5 separate regions of the Mus musculus genome follow, and all the other regions are linked to region 1. The links are chromatin contacts, called in public ChIA-PET, Hi-C and HiChIP or PLAC-seq maps. All regions are on one chromosome and are shown on one strand. The core of a region is the stretch at or near the end of the contact, and the rest is flanking DNA. Distances in the headings are between cores, read along the strand shown.

Region 1 (2,664 bases), core at 93-2,592:
GTGTGTATATACACATATATATGTGCACACATGCACATGCGTAGAGGACTGTTTTCAGGATCTGGTTCTCTCCTTCCACCATATGGGTCCTAGGGATTGAACCCGGGTCACCAGGCTCAGTGATATCTCCCTGAACTATGATATATTCTAAGAAACAAAAATCATGAACCAGACAGTAGAAAAAGATGTTCGGTTAGCCTCCAGGAACTCTATATTCACAGCTGTTATGGCCTGAACCCAGACCGTGCCAACTCCGCATGGTACCGTCTAGCAGACTGGAGTGAGGTCTAACCTCAACTTGCACCCAGGATGAATGAGAACAGTGGGAGGGGCATGGGGGTGAAGTTCCTGCCCTGGGTCTTCGGCTGCCTAAGGTCTTGTTTTGCTTCTTTGAGGAGACCTGCTCCTCCCTCCCTCAGCCTTAGTGTCTCTGTTCCAGGGCAGTACCAATTCTAAGACCTTGATTAATTCTTAAGGAATATTCCAAAACTATCATCTAAGAGTCAAGACCCTGGGTTCAAGATCTGGGATGACTGGAGTATCAAGTTAGGAAGACTGGCCAGAGCAGATCAGCTCCAGAATAATAGAGCTATGAGCCCCAGACCAGCCAAAGCTGACGGCACTGAGCAGGACTTCACTGGTCTTCCGCTCAGGAAAACCCCATTCTGCCCTTAGCCAGCAGGAGAAAGAAAACAGGAAACACATGTTCTTAAAGGGACGCTGTGCACCTAGACTCAAGATGCCCTCCAGGGAGTCTGTGCCCTACATGGGGGCTTCTTACCCAGCCTGGGGAACCTGCCCTGATCGGCCCTTGAAGAAGAGAAACATTTGTCAAACTTATACAAAAAACACCAAAACTGTAGGCAGGATATTTGTAGTCTTACTAATTCCTGTGCAACCTTGAGCAAGGGGGCTCAGCCTCTCTGGGCCTGTGTTCTCTCTCTCTCTCTCTCTCTCTCTCTCTCTCTCTCTCTTTTCTCTGCTTCACACACCTCACTGGCTTTGCAACTATAAAGTATCACACACATAAAAACAAGTAGGAATGCCAGCGAGTCTTCCCATGCTCCCCACCGCTCCCCGTGCTCCCCTCCATTCCCCGTGCTCCCCACCCCTTCCTGCAAGTTCTAAGTTCCAGGATGCCTCCTCCAATTGCCCCAGAGGAGTGACTCACCCATGATGGCCCCTCTGGCATTCATCCTTTGCTTCTTCTCCTGTCAGGAGCTTGGCATCCTTCTCATCAGGTGTCTGGTCATCCTGTCATAAACTCAGAAACACCTTGAGGTCTGGCAGCCTGGCTACTCTTCATGTCCCTCCTTTTGGCAGCAGGTGTGTAAGAAGCCCTGGCTAGAGGTACAAGGCCTGGGTGAGAGAAAGCACGTTGTGACGTGCCTGAGCTCCACCCACATCTCTTCCTTTGATCCAGTTCTGACTGATGGGGACTTTTGGACTTGACCATCACAGTTGCTGGGCCCAGGTCACCGAGCCCAGAGGAGAGCAACCTGAAGTGGACTCTAGGGTCTCTTAGAGGAGACTTGGGAGGCACTCAGAATGCCTGAAGTTTTAAGAGGATAATGTGTGTACCAGCTCGTTGAGGGTGTCCACCTGTGCCCTCCATTTCCCCTCAGGAACATCCATGGTTTTTCCTTTTAAAACCGGGCCTGGGACCAATAACCTACCAAGCATCTTAAAGAAGGGCTAAGAATGGCTGGGCAGTGGCGGTGCATGCCTTTAATGTCAGCACTCAGGCAGAGACAGGGGCAGGGGCAGGGGCAGGGACAGGGGCAGGGGCAGAGGCAGAGGCAGGTGGGTCTCTTTGAGTTTGAGAGCAGCCTCATCTATAGAACATGTTCCAGGAGAGCCAGGGCTACACAGAGAAACTCTGTCTCAAGCAAACAAACAAACACAAACGAGGAGAGCTAAAAGGCCTCCTGAGGAGGGAGCATCCTGGGCTATGGGCTCAGCTCTATGAGCAGAGCAGAGCAGCTAAAAGCATGGAGATGGGTGGGTGTGAGCCTGGTCCTCACCGTGAGAACAAAATCTAAGCGGTAGATGGTAGCACCCAGGCCGAGGAGACAAGATGAGCTTGCGCCTCCTGTCTCTCTCTCTCCTGTGTGCCTGCTGACTGCAGAGGACTCTGAGCCATCCCATAAGGAGAGCAGAGTCATTGAGAGTCTGGGCCCCTGAGGCAGCACACAGACAGCCTCCTCCCAGCCAGGAGCCCACCCCAGGCGGTTCAGTCAGGGAAATGTGAGGATCTGTTTGTTTTACCAGCAAACATTACAGTGAGGCGAGTACTTAATGGGGGCAAGACTGCAGGAAAAACGGCCCGACGCTTCTAGTATCTTCTGGCCCACCTCCAACGTGGGCTTTGGAGTGTGGTCAGGTTCCCTCACTCAACCCTGATGTCATAAGTGTGCTATGTCAGAAACACAGATGAATGCGTTGGAGTCCTTTCACGATGTCAGCATGTGTTGAGTAACAAGAAATCTACAAGGTACAGCTGCTCCACTGGCAGAATGTCAGCAAGTAGCCTCGCTTGCCTTGATAGCTCTGGCCAAGGCAAACACCGTTTCTTTTTATTATAATCTTAACTGCTAATATTAACTCTCAGATCATACATCATGCAAACACATGGACACACAGAGAGAGAGAGCTTTAAAAAAG
Region 2 (2,664 bases), core at 84-2,583, 500 kb before region 1:
AGCAGCAGTCAGCCTGAGTCTCCTTCTCACCTCCCTCTTACGTTCTGGGGGTCCTGCTTTTGTTCTCAGATCACCCTGCTTTCTGACCTTGGTTAAGGCTGACTACTCAAGGAGCGCACACAGGAGGATGATTATAACCACGGCTGACAGGAGGCAGGAGGACAAGTTGGGGACTTTGTTGCTATATGGAGAGGAGAGCTGGTGCTTATTTTCAATTCTGAGTTTTTAATGCTTGGTTCATTGAAGGCGCTTTGCTGTGATACTCCCCAGCTCCCTTCAGTATGAGGAAATGGATTCATTACCTGGGCTGACAAAGATCCCAAAGCTAATTTCTGCCTCTGTCCTTCCCCTCATGGGTTCGCGTGGCACAGTGCTCCCTTTGTTCTGAGTGACTCACTTAGGTTTTCTTTAAGGTGATTTCCCCTTCCCCTTCCCCACACCAGCTCTCTCAAGGCATGAAAGATAACTTTCTACTGGAGTTTTGACTACCTGATCCTTCCTATAGAGCATTTCTTGTGAGGCAGTGTGCTCTCCCAGCTTCTTCAAGAGGAAATTGTTCCCCTGGTGGCAGGTCTGACTGTCCTGCTCTGTAATCACACAATGAAAGGTTCTTTTATAGTGTCCTGCGCTGGTGGCAGAGATAAAGCTGCTTTGAGGGCTGTAAGCTGAGACCCTTCAAGAGTGAGCAGTGCACACAAGCTTATCTCAGTGTTTCCTGACTCACTGGTGTGTGTCTAGGTTTCGAGCTTGCTGCTCTGCTGACAGACCTGCTGGATATTTTGTTGGCCCTCTTTCCAGTGTGATGCTGATACTGATCTTTAAATGCCTACTGAGGTTTTAAAATAACTTCTGTGTTGAATATCAATTTCTCTGTAGATTCCACCTAGTGTTTCTAAAAACAGGCTTTTGGGTACGTTTTCTTCACACTTGCTTGCGTCACACTCTGTAGTAGTTGTTCCCACAGAAACCCTGTGAGGAAGTATTGCCAGCTGGTAGAACCTTCTGCTTCAGATTCTGGTGATGCGTGGGTGATCGGGGTCCTTGATTGGCTGGGTGCATTTCCTCTGTTGTGTCATTATTTAATTTTTTTGTGATTGATTACAAACGGAATTCACTCATTAGTATTCATAAGTCACAAAGGAATTGCCTGTTTTATTTTGTTTATATTAGATTTTAGAAATTATGAGTATATTGAGCTCTGATGAGTAGAAGTGTTAACTTTTAAACTTCAGGAGAGACCACATCATTTAGTCGCCTGTTTACTGACTGTTTTACTGCATGGGTGTTGTGGGAACACAGAGAAGACTCAGATGTGGTTTTCTGATCACCCAGAGCTGAGTTATGCAGCGAAGCAGTGCCTCACTTGGAGAACCCAGGCCTGAAGGGTAACAGTCAGACGGTCTGTGCTGAGCATTTGCTAGAACAAGGAAAATAGACCTTCTGGTAAGACGGTGTCTGCACACCAGAAAGCCTTTATAATGATATAGAGGAACAAAGCTTAGATTTTGAAGAAATTCTCATTGTTAGTAAGAAATGATTATAATGGAGCAGGATTGCTTTTAAACATAGTCATTTTATTAGGCTTTAAGTCCTGTGGAGCGTCTCATGTAAACAAAATGGAATTAGAGTCTTCCAGCTGGAGACAGTCCCAACATTATAAGAAATGGTTCTGTTTTAAACTCGGAATTTAAATTAAGGCTTACTATTTTATAGTATACTGTCAAACCAAAATTAGACATTTATAGACTGCTAGTTTATCTGATGGTAAGCTATAGATGCCTGGAGACATAGCAAGTAGCTGTTCTCCCCTGTGGACTTGTGACCTGTAAATCTGTAAAACATTGCTAATTTGCTTTAGGGTTTTATAAAAAGTCAGAAGTAGAATATGTTAAATTTAAAGGGCAGTGTCATGTTTAATTTTAAGATTAGAAATCAGTATCTTCTTTTTATTTCACTTTAGCTTTGGTTTCCTTCAGGGTCCCTGAGAGCTGTGTATGCTGGCTTGTGCCTGTAATCCTAGTACTTGGAGGCTGAGGCAGGAGGATCATCAGAGAGTCAAGGCCAGCTTCAGCTATGTAGTGAGTTTCAAGCCAGCCTGAACTGTAAATGAGACCCTGGCTCAATTAAATATAATAATAAAATATCCGGGGAGAATTTTTGTTTTTTTCCTCGAGATAGGGTTTCTCTGTATAGCCCTATCTGTCCTGAAACTCACTTTGTAGACCAGGCTGGGCCTGAACTCAGAAATCCACCTGCCTCTGCCTCCCAAGTGCTGGGATTAAAGGTGTGTGCCACCACCACCCGGGGAGAATTTATTTTTTATGTTAAAGTTTGTTTGTTTGTTTGTTTTTTTAAAAAAACTGGAAAATAACACTTTTTGACCCTTAGAAACTCAGTTTCTAATGAAATGCTTATATTTTCAGATGACCTTTTCATTTTAAAAACGAAATTGAGAAGTTTTGGGTTCAGTGCTTTCTGCCAGGGTTAATCCCTGGGACCCATGTAGTGGAAGGAGAGAGTGGACTCCCACAGTCTGTCCTCTGACCTCCATTGGCACCCCATACACATACATATACACCAATGAATACATTTGGTTTCTGACCATTTCTTACCACTGTTACCTGCTTTCTGATGCTATGTGTCACCTTGTTCTGGTTATCTACT
Region 3 (2,664 bases), core at 81-2,580, 460 kb before region 1:
TGATTTACTGCTATGCACCTTCTTTATTTTGTCTTCTTAAAGAGAAACGCGTAGAAAGATTTTGTACAGTGTAAGAAGGAAATGTGTCTGTAAAAACATTATTAGACCCAACTACATGGATCTCAGTGACTGTGGAAAGACACTGCATGACTTTACTTTCTGGTGTGGAAAGGACAGAACCATTTTAGTTACTTCTTTTTCTATCTTGATGGCACAGATGTGCCAGCATCTTCTAAGGAGTGTCTTACGCTGCCCCGCACTCTGCTTCCTGGAAGATTGTGAAGCAGTTGCCAGACAGAACTACTTTTCTCTTGTTTTTCATGTTTTCTAGGAAAACAGATTCCACAAGTTTCTGTGGTTACCTACTCCATTGTTGAAGGAAGAACTGGATTCTCAAAACTCAAATTGAGAGCTGTGGAGTATGTGGGTTTTTGTGCTTTTGAAAATGTAATTATTAGAATTCACAATAGGTTGTTTGATTTGAACTGTTTAGTAGCTTGCAGCAAGTACTTATTTGGCCAAACTGAAACCAGAATTTTCCCAAAAGAATTCTCATTTTCTTCACTAAATGTGCATTTGTTGTGTCCTTACTCTGGACCAGGTACTAGAATACAGACAGGGATCAGAAGTATTCCATGCTGTGCTAAAGATGGAGCTCAATTGAAGGTCTGCGTGGCGTCCGCAGAGCCCTGGGTTCAGGCTCTAGTACCACTGAAACCCCAGGTGGTGATGAGTGCATAAAGTCCCAGCACTTGAGAGGCGAAGACTGGAAGGCTGGAAACTCAAGTTCATTCTTAAGAATTAGAAGCTAGGGCTGTAGAGTTGGCTCAGTGTCAAGAGTATTTGTTGTTGCAAGGACCCAGGTTCGAGTCTCAGCACCCACATGGAGGCTTACCACCTCAAAGACCAGCAACTGTGGTGCACAGACACACATGAAGGCAAAACTCTAATACACATAAAATAATAAAAATCTAAAATATTTTTAAAACATTTGTTTACTTATTTTATGAATATGAGTACACCACCATTGTTCTCTTCAGACACACCAGAAGGGGACATCAGACCCCATTACAGATGGTTGCGAGCCACCATGTGGTTGCTGGGAATTGAACTCAGGACCTCTGGAAGAGCAATTGGTGCTTTTAACCACTGAGCCATTTCCCCCAGCCCTAATTTTTTTTTTTTTAAGTTAGAAGCTAGCCTTGGTTACAACATTTTGTCTAAAATAATTTGAGAAGATGGAGGAGAAAAGGGAAGTTGTCATAGCCAGTAAAGGCATGAGTCGCATAAGCCTGAATATGTAAATTCAGTTTCTTGAACCCACAATGAAAGCAGAAGGAAAGAGTGATTACAGAGTTGATCCTGCCCCTCCCCATCATGCGCACGCGCACACGTGTACACACACACACATTCCATGTCCTTGGGGAAACTGAAGGGTTGATGAAGATTATCTGCTGTGTTCGAGTCTCTGTTGAAGGGCAGGAGAGGTTCCCTTGATGCCTACCCGTTTCCCATCCTGTGTTGTACGGGCCCGGCCTTCCCAGGCCCCCTTTACTTCATGCCTATGGAGGTAATGGAAGAACGGGCTTCAGTATCAAGGATTCCAGTATCATGCTGCAGAACCAGGAAGGTAGAAGTCTTGGATTCAGTTTGACTTACCCCACCAAGGTGCCAGTGCTGCTGTTAGACATTTGCCGTTTTTACAGTTAACTCTATAAAACTTTTATGTTTGATAATAGCTGGGTGCTATGGGATGAGAATTTGGGGGCTTATAAAACTTCTTTCCTGTAATGTGATTTCTTTTAGACTTAACTAAATATTTTTTATAGTCCATGCTTGTGTTTTTCATTCATGTCTTTAATTAAAGCCAGTCTTGATTGTAACAGCCATCATTACTTGGTTTTATCCTAAGACCCTAAGACATAATAGTGCTTTTCACACTTTGTAGATGTGAAAATTGAGTTACAGGAAAGATTTGCTCAAGATCATGAGTAGCACTAGCAGTAAAAGTCAATGATTATTTTTAGCTCACATTAGTTTGACTAGAACATTTTTTAAATTGCAGGTTTTTCTAGTAGTAACAATAATACAAAACTGTATTCAGTGATTCTTTTGTAGAATATGAATTTTATTCTTCCAAGAAGATACTTCACTTATCATAGGCTTTTAAACGGTGATTAAAAATCAAGAGTCCCATGTTTTGATGTGGTTTAGAGGCATCATCCATTCATTGTCCACAGACGTTTATAGAGCATTAAGTTTCTGTTTTTTAGCCAGAGAAGAAAAGTGACTGCCTGTAAAGACTGAGAACTAAGGCTCATGGCCCGTGTTGCTGTTGTTGAGTCGCTCTTACAACTAGAGTGAAGTCTATGCTGACCCTTTGAGCCAGGGTAGAGATCCATATCTTAAGTTACTGTTCAATTCTCAGGTTCAAGAATTGTAGGAAGAAAACCACAAATAAAATTTTTAACTTAAAAAAAAATTCTTGAAAAGTAATACATTCATGAAATTGAAGAGGGATGTAGTCATTGTGTTCTTAAATATTGACTCTTGCACGGACCACGTAATCTTCGTTCTTAAGTACTGCTTCAGGCCATTGCCTGCTTTAATAACTCAGGCATTGTTGTTTTCGTTAGAGCATGTTCTATGGAATTTTGGCAATGC
Region 4 (2,664 bases), core at 88-2,587, 350 kb before region 1:
AAAAAAAAAAAAATTATGGGAGCTACAGATAATCAAGTGAATTTTAAAATTTGAACTCTGAAGTTAAAAGCATACAGACTTTTGTCATACATTTGTGTTTATACTTTACAAGATTAATCAGGGTTTATTTATATGAGCTGGTTGAGCAACGTTGTTGGGGACTTTTCCATGATAAATGGCTGGGTGGGAATGTGGTTTGAATAAAGAACATGGCATTTGCTCTTGCAGGCTGCTTTTCATTCCAGGATGTCAGGAGTCTTATGGAAATCAGCTCATTAATCCTTCCTGTCCTCCCTTCTCCCTTTCTCAGCCTTCCCTTCTCAGTCCAGTTCTTTCCTCTGGTATGAGGGCAGCGGTTACCAGATCCCGGTGTGAGGGCAGCGGTTACCAGATCCCCGTGTGAGGGCAGCGGTTACCAGATCCCGGTGTGAGGGCAGCAGTTACCAGATCCCCGTGTGAGGGCAGCGGTTACCAGATCCCCGTGTGAGGGCAGCGGTTACCAGATCCCGGTGTGAGGGCAGCGGTTACCAGATCCCCGTGTGAGGGCAGCGGTTACCAGATCCCCGTGTGAGGGCAGCGGTTACCAGATCCCCGTGTGAGGGCAGCGGTTACCAGATCCCCGTGTGAGGGCAGCGGTTACCAGATCCCGGTGTGAGGGCAGCGGTTACCAGATCCCGGTGTGAGGGCAGCGGTTACCAGATCCCGGTGTGAGGGCAGCGGTTACCAGATCCCCGTGTGAGGGCAGCGGTTACCAGATCCCCGTGTGAGGGCAGCGGTTACCAGATCCCCGTGTGAGGGCAGCGGTTACCAGATCCCCGTGTGAGGGCAGCGGTTACCAGATCCCCGTGTGAGGGCAGCGGTTACCAGATCCCGGTGTGAGGGCAGCGGTTACCAGATCCCGGTGTGAGGGCAGCATTTACCAGATCCCGGTGTGAGGGCAGCGGTTACCAGATCCCGGTGTGAGGGCAGCATTTACCAGATCCCGGTGTGAGGGCAGCATTTACCAGATCCCCGTGTGAGGGCAGCATTTACCAGATCCCGGTGTGAGGGCAGCGGTTACCAGATCCCCGTGTGAGGGCAGCGGTTACCAGATCCCGGTGTGAGGGCAGCGGTTACCAGATCCCGGTGTGAGGGCAGCGGTTACCAGATCCCCGTGTGAGGGCAGCGGTTACCAGATCCCCGTGTGAGGGCAGCGGTTACCAGATCCCGGTGTGAGGGCAGCAGTTACCAGATCCCGGTGGGGTGGAAATCTTGCCCAGGTCAGGAAGCAAGTGAGATTCAGAATGAGCCCCGTCCTGGGAAGGGATGTCACAACATTGTCTAGGGATGTCACAACATTGTCTAGGGATGTCACAACATTGTCTAGGGATGTCACAACATTGTCTAGGGATGCCACAACAGGGTGCAGTCCAGGCCCCTTGGATGGTCCTCCTGCTGCGCTTGCTGTCTTCAGGCTGCAGCTCTGCTGTCCTAGCAGTCACAGGCTCCACCCTAACAGAAAGAACTTTGAAAAGCTCTCTCAAGCAGGACTCAGAGGAAACGGCTTGTTTACCTTGGCTGTGACTTGGGATTACAATTATATTGGGCTTCAGTTTTTTCAGAAGTGGTTTGTTATCTTGTGTTTCCCTCAGCCATAAAAGAGTAAATATGTATTGGATGTTCCTTTTAGAAAACTTGATGACATAAACCATGTGTGTGGGTACACGTGTGTTAATCCTACTACTTAGGGGTACGGAGACAAAGGGGCTGTTGCAAATTTCAGACCAGTCTGAGCTACTCAGTGAAACAGTTTCAAAAAAACAAACCAAACTGAAGAAGATAAGCAGGTGAGCTTTGTGTGCTGCTGGGCTCTGGGGTGGGGAATGGGATGGCCGAAGGGAAACATTCTCTACAGAACTTCATCCCTGGTTTTCCTTGGCTATCATTCATAGCAAGGAAAAATAATTTGAAAAACAATATAAAAGTGAAATCTACTCTTAGCACAGTTCTCTGTGGTTACATCATCTTTTTCCTTTTTTTAAAAAACATAGCTAAGGTTCTATTAAGTATAAAAGTTATAGCTTCCTTTTTTTCACTTGGCAATATGAAAATATTTGCTATTATTATTACTTAAAACTTTATGGCTGCTATGGAAAATGGTATCACACTTCCTTAAAAACTGGAAATAGAATCAGTATCTAATCCTGCAGTTCTCCGTCTAAGTTCAGAGAAAGAGAAAGCAGGCTTCGATGGTTGTACTGCTATGCTCAGAGCAACGTTCTTCCTGGTCACCAAACCACAGAACAGCAGTGTTCATTGCTGACAATGTAAGCAAAATATGCTATATACATATGGTAACATTAGTCCATCTTTAAAAGAGAAGTTCCCATCCTCAACTAGGGATTGAACCCAGGCCTTTCCACATGCTAGGCCAGTGCGCTGCCACAGCTATATCCCCAAGCAGCAAGAGAGATCTGACCTGTGCCACCACATGGAGGTACCCCGAGAGATGGCTGGCTGAGCAGATAGTTCATAGACACAGAAAGTAGAGCTGTCATTGGCAGCGTGTGATGGGACAGCCAAGAGATAGAAGTGCTGGGGTTAACATAGTAACTTCATACTTAAAACATTTAAAAATAGCAAGTACAAACAAAAACTAAAATCTCTATTATTTCTTCAGAGTTT
Region 5 (2,664 bases), core at 79-2,578, 320 kb before region 1:
CAAAGTGCTAGGATTACAGGCATGAGCCACCAAACCCAATAATATGTTTCTCCAATGAGAAAGGTCATAGTACAGCAGGAGGTAGTTCCTTCCGTATGAATCCAGCCATTAAGTCATTATCTTAAAGACCAGAAATACGCTTTGCTTAGAAGAACAAACAAAAGCCATATCTGAAGATGAGCACACATCGAGTGTGAGACTCAGTAACACAGTCCTGAGTGACTGCGCTGACCATACTGGGACATGTGAACACTTCCCAACAGGGAAGACTGGAAATGTCTATGCAAAATAGGATTGCCAAAGCCATCTGACCCTCATACAAATACAGTGGGGCCAATCAAACAAGGACTTGGTCCTTTCAGTGAGACCATGGCTTCCTGAGGCAAAACCCAATCAAGTTTGAGATGACAAACAGAAAAGTTAGTTTAAAAATTACTGCCCGCTAGAGAAAGCTGTTAAGCTTCATACCAGAAAGCTACTGTCAGGTTCTGTGCCCTGCTTATAAAAGGCACCCATTAAAAACAAAAATGTAAGTACCGTATGTTGAAATAGACTGCATTTGCTACCCCAAGACATACTTTGTCAGAGAGATCCTGTTGGGAAACCTTGTGGTGAGTGCTGTAGTGGGTGTGGAAGCACCAACGGTAGCTGTCAGTCCCAGATGTGCACCAGAGTGACCTGGGTCACTTTAAAGCTAGACATGCTTTGCGAAAGTTCCCCAATGAGTTTCCCATGCTCCCTGGGCTGAGAACCACTGTAGGGAAGGAATGCTGTGTTATCTCTGCAGTTGTTCATAATAAAAAATTGTGTACTCCTCCCTCCAGCCTCTTGTTCCTCCTAGAGGCCCCCTCACTGGTCACTAGGTTCTGATGCACAGAGGGGAGGGTGGGACCTCCAAGAAGTAGAGGCTGGTCTTGTTAATTCTCTGCTACATCTAAGACTTAAAAGAGCCCAAGAACTGTATGTGGTGAGCATCTACACTGTGGAAGGCCCCTCTGTATGCCTGCCCTGCCTGCCCTGCCTGCCCTGCCCTGCCCTGCCCTGCCCTGCCTGCCTGCCCTGCCTGCCTGCATGCCCTGCCTGCCTGTCTGCCCTGCCTGTCTGCCCTGCCTGCCTGCCCTGCCTGCCCTGCCTGCCTGCCCTCCTTGCCTGCCTGCATGCCCTGCCTGCCCTGCCTGCCTGCCCTGCCCTGCCTGCCTGCCCTCCTTGCCTGCCTGCCTGCCCTCCTTGCCTGCCTGCCTGCCCTGCCTGCCTGCCCTGCCCTGCCCTGCCCTGCCCCGCCCTGCCCCGCCCTGCCTGCCTCTCTGCCCTGCCCTCCCTGCCCTGCCTGCCTCTCTGCCCTGCCTCTCTGCCTTGCCCTGCCTGCCTGCCCTACCCTGCCTGCCCTACCCTGCCTGCCCTGCCTGCCTGCCTGCCCTGCCCTGCCCTGCCCTGCCCCGCCCTGCCCCGCCCTGCCTGCCTCTCTGCCCTGCCCTCCCTGCCCTGCCTGCCTCTCTGCCCTGCCTCTCTGCCTTGCCCTGCCTGCCTGCCCTACCCTGCCTGCCCTGCCTGCCTGCCTGCCCTGCCTGTCTGCATCATTTGATCATGTTTGTTCATTCTTCTGAATGCACCATGATGAATGATGTTCCTTTACCCTACTGGGAAGTATTAAGCCAGCATCAGCTGCACTTCACTTAGAACTGCAGACCCTGCCTACCCAGTCATAAACCCAGCAAACTCTGGGAGAGTTCTTCGGAGTATGACTGTGCCAGAACACAGAGCAGATTATCTTGTCAGCTTCTGAACAAGCCAGAAATCTGCATAACCTGAGACCAGCAGAATCCACTCCTCTTAGGACCATGTGTGTGTGCTTGAGGGCTGCGGTTCCCAAAATCCCTGCATCAGCAACTGCTAGAGGGGTGGCTTCCTCAGTGAGAACTGCGTCTGTGCTTTGGCCAGGCATGATGGCTCACACCTGTGATTCTAGCATTTGGGAGGCTGAAGCGGGAGAATTGTCACAATGTATAGCCAGCTGGGTATGCATACCAAGATCTAGGCCAACAAGGACCTTTTAGGGATAATCCAAACAGTCGTGCTTGGGCTAAATCTTTTTTGTAGAGGGCTTGCCTAGCATGTATCAAGCCCTAACACTTCAGGCGCTAACAGTGTGTAATCCAGGGATGGTGGTGCCGTCGGATGGATTAGGGTCATCTTCAGCTCTGTGAAACCTGAGACCTTATCAAAGAAATTAGATAATTAATTGGTTAATTAACTAAAACAGAGTACTACTGATCCCTCCAGGGGAGCCACACTTAGGCTCCAGGAATTCTGCCTGGGCCACAGAGGTGATAAAGGTGCTTGCTTCACAAACCTGAATCTGATCCCTGGAACCCATGTAAACATGAACTTTGAGAGTCAACTCCACTGGTGTCTGACTCTCAACATGGTAACAAGTGAAGTGACATCTGAGGAAAGTGGACTTGTGCTGTATCTCTTTCTGTCCCCACTGTTGCCCAGCATAGGAACAGTTTGATGCTTTTCTACCACGTGGACAGACCTGAAGCACAATGCTTGGATGTCATGGATATGCCTTCCAGCTCTTCTCACCTCGCTCTCCTACTAGAGCGGATGGTTTTTAAAGAATTCTTTTGTTTAACTTGAGTGTGTGTGCACACATGTGCGTGT

The links. Hi-C and Micro-C count contacts between places; a contact is called where the count stands out from the background. ChIA-PET counts read pairs in DNA pulled down with a chosen protein or histone mark. HiChIP or PLAC-seq counts read pairs in DNA pulled down with a chosen protein or histone mark.
Region 2: a contact with region 1 is called in an RNA polymerase II ChIA-PET map of memory CD8 T cells, with 41 read pairs. The contact joins the enhancer-like site here to the promoter of 1810073O08Rik in region 1. A contact is called at or near these places in 2 of 39 promoter capture datasets (the 3T3-L1 cell line and hippocampal neurons), 4 of 15 datasets of contacts at CTCF or cohesin (the NIH/3T3 cell line, embryonic stem cells, large pre-B cells and 1 more), 22 of 484 Hi-C or Micro-C datasets (B cells, CD4 T cells, the G1E-ER4 cell line and 14 more), 13 of 115 datasets of contacts at active chromatin or transcription factors (CD8 T cells, the HPC-7 cell line, double positive thymocytes and 9 more) and 1 of 9 other capture datasets (liver).
Region 3: a contact with region 1 is called in a Hi-C map of bone marrow-derived macrophages, with 23 read pairs. The contact joins the enhancer-like site here to the promoter of 1810073O08Rik in region 1. A contact is called at or near these places in 7 of 39 promoter capture datasets (the 3T3-L1 cell line, the C10 cell line, cranial neural crest and 3 more), 7 of 15 datasets of contacts at CTCF or cohesin (the NIH/3T3 cell line, embryonic stem cells, large pre-B cells and 2 more), 70 of 484 Hi-C or Micro-C datasets (the AML12 cell line, B cells, the C2C12 cell line and 46 more), 5 of 115 datasets of contacts at active chromatin or transcription factors (the HPC-7 cell line, large pre-B cells, memory CD8 T cells and 2 more) and 1 of 9 other capture datasets (embryonic tail).
Region 4: a contact with region 1 is called in an H3K4me3 HiChIP or PLAC-seq map of bone marrow-derived macrophages, with 6 times the contacts expected there. The contact joins the enhancer-like site here to the promoter of 1810073O08Rik in region 1. A contact is called at or near these places in 1 of 39 promoter capture datasets (embryonic stem cells), 3 of 15 datasets of contacts at CTCF or cohesin (the NIH/3T3 cell line and large pre-B cells), 2 of 484 Hi-C or Micro-C datasets (bone marrow-derived macrophages and nephron progenitors), 7 of 115 datasets of contacts at active chromatin or transcription factors (bone marrow-derived macrophages, embryonic limb bud, heart atrium and 4 more) and 2 of 9 other capture datasets (embryonic tail and embryonic trunk).
Region 5: a contact with region 1 is called in an H3K27ac HiChIP or PLAC-seq map of acute myeloid leukemia, with 3 times the contacts expected there. The contact joins the enhancer-like site here to the promoter of 1810073O08Rik in region 1. A contact is called at or near these places in 1 of 15 datasets of contacts at CTCF or cohesin (large pre-B cells), 6 of 484 Hi-C or Micro-C datasets (bone marrow-derived macrophages, double positive thymocytes and embryonic stem cells), 3 of 115 datasets of contacts at active chromatin or transcription factors (acute myeloid leukemia, cardiomyocytes and pancreatic cancer cells) and 1 of 9 other capture datasets (liver).

The regions. Positions count from the first base shown.
Region 1 is chr17:83,916,612-83,919,275 of GRCm38.p6, reverse strand. It overlaps 1810073O08Rik (RIKEN cDNA 1810073O08 gene), which reads right to left and starts at 1,342. Exons shown (of 2, transcript NR_166916.2): 1 at 1,172-1,342.
Region 2 is chr17:84,418,175-84,420,838 of GRCm38.p6, reverse strand. All of the region lies in intron 21 of Thada (thyroid adenoma associated), which reads left to right. Among named protein-coding and RNA genes, the nearest start is that of Gm24722, 28 kb to the right of the region's middle. Within about 2 kb of position 1,333, at least 124 of the 459 cell types and tissues checked have an H3K27ac peak or open chromatin away from gene starts, as enhancers often do. A contact at or near this core is called in B cells, CD8 T cells, the G1E-ER4 cell line and 11 more, where this site is marked.
Region 3 is chr17:84,379,212-84,381,875 of GRCm38.p6, reverse strand. The region is part of intron 26 of Thada (thyroid adenoma associated); the gene reads left to right. Among named protein-coding and RNA genes, the nearest start is that of Gm24722, 11 kb to the left of the region's middle. Within about 2 kb of position 1,330, at least 9 of the 459 cell types and tissues checked have an H3K27ac peak or open chromatin away from gene starts, as enhancers often do. A contact at or near this core is called in bone marrow-derived macrophages, where this site is marked.
Region 4 is chr17:84,267,459-84,270,122 of GRCm38.p6, reverse strand. The region is part of intron 30 of Thada (thyroid adenoma associated); the gene reads left to right. Among named protein-coding and RNA genes, the nearest start is that of Gm24492, 19 kb to the left of the region's middle. Within about 2 kb of position 1,337, at least 80 of the 459 cell types and tissues checked have an H3K27ac peak or open chromatin away from gene starts, as enhancers often do. A contact at or near this core is called in bone marrow-derived macrophages, heart atrium, microglia and 1 more, where this site is marked.
Region 5 is chr17:84,233,690-84,236,353 of GRCm38.p6, reverse strand. All of the region lies in intron 31 of Thada (thyroid adenoma associated), which reads left to right. Among named protein-coding and RNA genes, the nearest start is that of Gm36279, 43 kb to the right of the region's middle. Within about 2 kb of position 1,328, at least 44 of the 459 cell types and tissues checked have an H3K27ac peak or open chromatin away from gene starts, as enhancers often do. A contact at or near this core is called in acute myeloid leukemia and cardiomyocytes, where this site is marked.